Regions from separate parts of the Hordeum vulgare genome. Here region 1 is linked to region 2. A link is a contact called in public Hi-C data. All regions are on one chromosome and are shown on one strand. The core of a region is the stretch at or near the end of the contact, and the rest is flanking DNA. Distances in the headings are between cores, read along the strand shown.

What was found. Hi-C and Micro-C count contacts between places; a contact is called where the count stands out from the background.
Region 1: a contact with region 2 is called in a Hi-C map of leaf, with 4 times the contacts expected there. The contact joins two enhancer-like sites. A contact is called at or near these places in 2 of 6 Hi-C or Micro-C datasets (leaf and seedling).

What each region holds. Positions count from the first base shown.
Region 1 is chr1H:43,294,879-43,298,589 of MorexV3_pseudomolecules_assembly, forward strand. It overlaps LOC123412434 (jasmonate-induced oxygenase 4-like), which reads left to right. Exons shown (of 3, transcript XM_045105416.1): 3 at 797-1,221. The coding sequence ends at 1,054. It overlaps LOC123412628 (dnaJ homolog subfamily B member 13-like), which reads right to left. Exons shown (of 3, transcript XM_045105603.1): 3 at 2,606-3,150. The coding sequence ends at 2,715. It also overlaps the pseudogene LOC123412535. Among protein-coding and RNA genes, the nearest start is that of LOC123412628, 5.9 kb to the right of the region's middle. Within about 2 kb of position 1,438, at least 1 of the 3 cell types and tissues checked has open chromatin away from gene starts, as enhancers often do. A contact at or near this core is called in leaf, where this site is marked.
Region 2 is chr1H:42,971,585-42,975,080 of MorexV3_pseudomolecules_assembly, forward strand. No RefSeq gene overlaps it. Among protein-coding and RNA genes, the nearest start is that of LOC123406311, 280 kb to the left of the region's middle. Within about 2 kb of position 1,642, at least 2 of the 3 cell types and tissues checked have open chromatin away from gene starts, as enhancers often do. A contact at or near this core is called in leaf, where this site is marked.

The sequences.
Region 1 (3,711 bases), core at 188-2,687, 320 kb after region 2:
GGCGGCAAATGCCTCGAGAGACCCATACCGGAGTCCCTCGCCGCGATGAGAGGCCTCCAGATGCTCAACCTTTCGTACAACAATCTCTCCGGCCAGCTGCCTCTGGGCCTTGCGGCCTTGAGCTTGACCGCTGAATCGTTCCTCGGAAACAATTCCGCGCTCTGCGGCCTGCCATTGCAGCAGTTGTGCGTCTCCCCTTCTGGATTCAGCTCCGACAGCGTCGCATGGATGGTCATCGGGCTGATGGCCGACGCCGTCGTGCTTGCGTCGGTGTGCATCAGCTGGGCGCAGGGGAGGTGGAGGCGGAATAGGGTGAGGCGCGCGGCGGAGGAGGGGGTGGAGATGGAGGAAGGCAGCGAGGGGAAGCTGGTGGTGTTCCAGGGCGAGGAACACCTCACGCTGGAGGAGGTTCTGAACGCGACGGGACATGTGGTGGAGAAGGCGAGCTACTGCACGGTGTACAAGGCGAAGCTGGCGGACGCCGGCGACAGCATCGAGCTCCGGCTGCTGCACGAGGGGAGCTGCAAGGACGCGACGTTGTGCGGGCCGGCCGTGCGGGACAAATTACGGAGCTCTTCGATGAACGAGAGACCGTATAATCACCGCAACTTGTATTCAATGATTGTATTGAGCGTATTCTAAAGTTCAATGACGGTAGTGTGCTTCGCCCTCAATTTTAATAACCGCTAGTGTATTTATCTCTTCCGTAATCTCGCTGAAAAATCCGGTGATATATTTATGCTCTTTGGTTGGTTGATTGATTTAAAACGTGTGATTATATGCTACGCAAACGCAGGTGCTGACGAACGCGGCGTACCGGAGCGTGGAGCACCGGGTGACGGTGAACGCGGACGCGGAGCGGCTGTCGGTGGCCATGTTCTACAACCCGAGGAGCGACCTGCCGCTGGCGCCCATGGCGGAGCTGGTGTCGGCGGAGGCGCCGGCGCTGTACAAGCCCATGACCTTCGACGAGTACCGCCTCTACATCCGGCGCATGGGCCCCCGCGGCAAGAGCCAGGTCGAGTCGCTCAAGGCCAAACCAGACAACAGATGATGATATAATCAGCATCTATCAATGATGGTGGAGCTCTAATAAAAATGGCCACTAATTTAGAACGGACGCGACGTTGTGGCACTTTCTGTAACGCAGAGGCCGGTGGCACTTTCTCCTTCTGAATAAAGAAGAAGAGGAGAAATAAAAGGTCTGAAACGATATGAGAACTGGACTCAGATTGCCAAGAAGTTTCCATCAATCCATCCATCCATCCATCCATCAGATCCCCAGAAACGCAGAGATCCGCGTGCGTGCACGTGAACAACAACGATCGCTCGCTCGTCGCGTTTTGTGCCAACGACATGCGCGTACGTACGTCCATCGCGTTTCTTTTTTTGACAGCTCAAGCGGGCCTTCGAACAAGAGGCCGGCCATCGTCTTCCTCCTCCTCATCCTCCTCCTTCCCTTTCGTCCTCTTTCCCTTGGCCGGCGGCGCGCCCCAGCTCGGCCAAACGTGTGCTTTTCGGAGCTAGGATGAGAGAAAGGATTTGTCTGGCAGCCTGTGTGTGAAAGCAAAATATGCCCCTCCCCGACAACAATAATCCATCTAGACGAAAGTCTAAACGCATGTTGCCTTGCTGTTTTCCATTGGCCATTTCCCACCTTTACGAGAAGATCTTGTGGTTCCACACCTCCGCCTGATAGCAACCGTCGGAAACTTTCACCATTTGCCGTTTTTTTCGAATAGCGGCATCCATGTGTTGCAACTTGCAACGTGCTCTGATATACAAAACAAAAGGAAAATCCGGCGCCGACAACGATCGCCGATGCTGCGGTGGCCCTCGTCTGTCGCTGGAAACAGCATGTATATATTCATATACCAAAACTCATGTAGTAACATGAAATCGCTGGAAACAACATGTATATATTTATATACCAACACTCATGTGGTAACAGGAAATCAAATGGCCGGCTGGAAACGGCATGTACTCCCTCTGTAAACTAATATAAGAGCATTTAGATTACTATAAAGTAGTGTTTTAAATGCTCTTATATTAGTTTATAGAGGGAGTATATACCAAAACTCATGTAGTAACAGGAAATCAAATGGCGACCAAAGAGATTGTGGTGCATGCAGAATGGCGGCGAAATCTAGTCGAGGAATCATGCCAAACTGGATCAAACCTCGTATTATATCTCCTATAAATTGCCGTTTTATAGGGATAACATAATACTGAAGACTCAGGTTCAGGGGTCGACCATATGTCACTCTAAGCATTTCACTCAGAACATAGGCTGAGATAAGAGTCGGTTAGTGCCTGATTCTATATCAAAGAAACATGGCAGAAGCTTTGGGGAAGAAAACATATGTCAATTTTCAGAAAATGGCTAAGAAGACTGGGGTATGATAGGAGAACTATCACATCCCGTTGCAAATCCAAAACTAATAATCTGAATAATACCCAACAATTGTTAGCTTCAGAAACATCAGACGATCTAAAAGGGAAGACAGATCCACTACTAGGTGAGCAGCTGCCAGCATGTCAGCAGTTAGCATTTTACCAATCAAGAGTCAAGGTGGAAACAGTACGGAAAGCATGCGCTTTACACTAGCACGAAATAGCGATTGTCCATTCAGCAATTTTTGTAACCATGTCACCGGTCTATTTCCAACTGCTCGAACAAAGGAAAAGAAGGCGGACTCACATTGTAGGAACAGCTAAGACAGAAGTTGCTGGACCCCAGCCTTCTGATCAGCTGTTAGAGCGGTGGGGAACTTGATCTGAAACTTGATCCTTAGGTTCCCTTTCTTAGACGGCTCCCTTGTGATCGGCATCCCTTCGCCCTGAACAACTTCTTCGTAGGTGGGACTGATGACAGACTTCACGGGAACAGTTAAACTTCGCCCATCTAGAGTTGTCAGCTGGACTGCGCAGCCAGTCAAAGCATCCACGAGGGAGATCTTATGCGTGTAAACAAGGTCGTTCCCGTCTCTCTTGAATTTTGGGTGTGCCCGTTCTTCTATTATGAACACGAGATCTGATGGTATGACGTTACGGGTCTCGTTGCCTTTCTCAGGAAAGGTAATCTTTGTTCCCTTCTTCCATCCAGGCTTGATATCAATTGTTAGAATCTCCTCCACACTCATTGGTCTCCTGCAGAAAGGAACATCAACATATTTTTTCATAAAGAAAGATATGGAAATAATGAGATCCTTTTTTTGTCTGGAAATTAAAGCTTTAGCAACTCTAGGGCATCATACCAACTTGACATACGAAACTAGGAAGCCTTATCCATGCAGTGTATCGTAAATGAATGCCCTAGAATCACAAATATTGTCGGCTATAATTATCAATCATAGATAGGTGAGGCTATACTGCAGTCATGCATCACTCCGGAATACCTTAACAAGGGCAAGCAAGCTGCATCTCTACAATTTGTCTAAGTTCCAGTTTTCTATAGTACCATGTATTTGTTTCCTTTTTCATACCTTTTAGAAGAACTGGTTCACTACCGATCCCTCTTCGTCCACATCGATTAACCGGGGAGGAAGTACAAGCAAAGCATACAAGGATAGGCAACTTCAAACAATTACTACATATCATCATGCCAATTAAATGTGCTAGGTAAACTAATGCAAAGTGGACCTATATACAAGTACAATTCGCATGCATTGGTAGCATTACTGCTCCATGTGTGTGGTGGTGTGAGTGTGT
Region 2 (3,496 bases), core at 392-2,891:
GCGTAATTTCTTTTGGGAAAGGGGTTCAAAAGGATCCACATTGCACTAGATTTATCCAGAAATAGTACATTCACCCATCCCGCAAGGACACAATAAAAATTGAAAACTACAAACCTGACCCTACATATTATTAAAAACACCCCAAACGACAAACTTAAATCACAATTCAATCCTGATCCAAGACACCAACGGAGAACCAATGAAGATGCCACCAGGGACGGAACCAACTGGGGCACAAGGTATCTCTGGTGGCTGCGTCGTTGACACACTGATCATGACTCTGTTCCTCCTAACTTCAGGTGGCATACATCTATCCTGGCAATAGTGAAAAATTATACAAATTCTGTGATGCAGAAAAGAGCACCGTTGGAGCATAGGTGGAAGAGACCGGAGTCAAGATTTATAAAGCTCAATGTTAATGCCTCATTCCATGCGGATGAGGGGGCATGTTCTGTTGCAGGTGTACTGCGAGATGAGAGAGGAAATTTCATTGCAAGGTTTTGTAAATTTATACCATTGACAGCAGTTGTTGTGACTATTGAAGCAATGGCAATGCGAGATGGATATTTCTAGCAAACTCCTTGGGTTTCAACAGAGTAGAAGCGGAATCAGACTCGTTGAGCGTCATCAGTTGCTGTCGAGGACAAGATCAATGGTGGGATGCAGCTGCAGCGGTCTTCGCCGAGTGCATAGATTTGTCTACGTCGATAGGAAATGTCATCTTTTCTCATTATTTTCGTGAAGCAAATTAAGTTGCTCATGAGCTAGCAAAATTTTGTTTTTTTAATAAACATGATGACAGTTGGACTAACGAACCTCCTGAGTTCTTAGTTAGTCAATTGGTGAACGATGTAACTATTGTTTGAATTTAATAAAGCTAGCCATGATGGTCTTTTCAAAAAAACTGGGGCACAAGGATCTTCACAACACCGTCATCAGTGAGATGTCGGGAATGGACGATGATGTCAGAAATATTTTGCCGAACACCGATGAGGAATAGACGATGACAACGGTGCGCCTTCTCCTTGCTATGGAACTTGTAATTGTCGCTACTTGGTCAATGAACTCGATTGCAATTGTTGTTAACTCTGGTGTTCTTTGCACTATCAGAATCGATTACGACTAGGTTGTAGTTTCTTCTAGAAAGAACATCCACGCATGGACACGCAAATATGACACCGACCTCATCATTCACAAAGTAAAGCGAAGCAAAGTCGCCGGTCGTCATCCGATGATGACAGCCGGCCGTCACACATGCCTGAAATTGAGCGCGAGAATACTCTACACGAGAAAGGCAAATTTAACTCGGGCCTGAAAACTGTCACACGCCAATGACTCATCCGCCAGAAAGCCAGCGAACGTCTCTACCGTCGATCAGCAACCGGGCCACAGCAGCAGCGCAACAGACCCACACAACAACCGGACGGGGCAGTAAAGACGGCGCCTCAAACGGCAGCCTCACCGTCCGTCCGTGCACGGAGATGTGTCGATTTCCATCTACGGCAAGGCGGAGAAAATTCAGCGACATGTACCAGACCACTTTTGCGACAAGATCAGGGATTCTCCTGTGCAAAACTAGCCCGTGGGGCGCTCGGCCTCGATCGTGGAAAGTTCAAAGATGCGAGGCCGGACGCAGACGGAAGAAACACCTTTTTTTCCTTTTCCTTTTTGCGCACATGTCTATCTGCAGCAACAGAACAAAGGTTACCAAACTCTACGGTCTTTTGGTTGCTACTAGCTAGCTAGCTAGACTCCTCAGGTGCAGATCGGTGAATCTCAGTTTTCCGACCGTCGATTTTGTGCTTTTGCCACCGTCGATCGACGTGTGACATGGACTGATCAATGCATATGGGGCAGGTGTGCTATCTTCGCTGCTACTCCTTTTGAATCTAGGGGAAGCCGATTTTGGTGTTTTTATCCTTTTTGAAAAGTTATAAGCAGAATCAGATCCTGCTTTTATTTTTTTCGGAATCTGCCTTTTCTTACCGTCGAGATCGATGGTGGTAGGATAAACCAGCCTAAGTTGATGTCCTTATCGGTAGGCAATCTATACATGTCAGTGTAATGCAACCCTACCGATAAACAGGTTGACGGTAGCATGCGCAACACTATCATTGAGGTGCCCCACAGTAGATGCATACAAACAATGTATTTGATACTTATAATTTTTCTTTACTGTAGAACATGCATCCATATTGCTTCGGTTTACTCTACCGTCATATACCTCGACGGTAGGGAAAGAGTTAGATCTCATTTTTTGAAGGACTAGATATGGCTTAACTTTTGTAAAAACGTCAAGACACACCTAAATCGGCCACGTAGGGACACGAAGGGACCATCACTTGACTGTTAGATAAGAGCATCTACGGTCGGAATTTATCAATCCGGTCCCTCAAACGTTCGTGGACATAACCGATCAATGACCGGGTATGTTCGTTGTGAATCCTTATTTTTTCATCCGCGTAGCCGAACCTCTTATATTTTTCTTTATATGTCCGATCACTTGCACGCGATTGGTGAGAAGAAGAGAGAGGAAGAAAATAATGAATAAAGAAAGAGAAAAGATGATCCAAGGTGGAACCACGTCCTACGTGACGGACTGACCGAGCGTGGCCGGTTACGTCCGCGAGCCCTCATATCGTCCTCATATTTGAGATGGATATGCGGGGTGCCGGTCAGTCCAAACGTTTGAGATGGATATGAATGGTCCGACTGGATCAACTTTTTGTGACCGGTCAGTGATCGTACGGATTGCCCTATCGTTTGTGACGGTTTTGAGGGGTCCGGGTGTAGATGCTTGAAAATGGCCACCAAAGACTCACTATATATGTTGGGGAACGTCGCATGGGAAACAAAAATTTTCCTACGCGCACGAAGACCTATCATGGTGATGTCCATCTACGAGAGGGGATGTGTGATCTACGTACCCTTGTAGACCGTACAGCAGAAGCGTTAGTGAACGCGGTTGATGTAGTGGAACGTCCTCACGTCCCTCGATCCGCCCCGCGAACCGTCCCGCGATCAGTCCCACGATCTAGTGCCGAACGGACGGCACCTCCGCGTTCAGCACACGTACAACTCGACGATGATCTCGGCCTTCTTGATCCAGCAAGAGAGACAGAGAGGTAGAAGAGTTCTCCGACAGCGTGACGGCGCTCCGGAGGTTGGTGATGATCTTGTCTCAGCAGGGCTCCGCCTGAGCTCCGCAGAAACGCGATCTAGAGGAATAACCGTGGAGGTATGTGTTGGAAATATGCCCTAGAGGCAATAATAACTTAGTTATTATTATATTTCTTAGTTCATGATAATCGTTTATTATCCATGCTATAACTGTATTGATTGGAAACACAATACTTGTGTGGATACATAGACAAAACACTGTCCCTAGTAAGCCTCTAGTTGACTAGCTCGTTGATCAAAGATGGTCAAGGTTTCCTGGCCATAGGCAAGTGTTGTCACTTGATAACGGGATCACATCATTAGGAGAACCATGTGA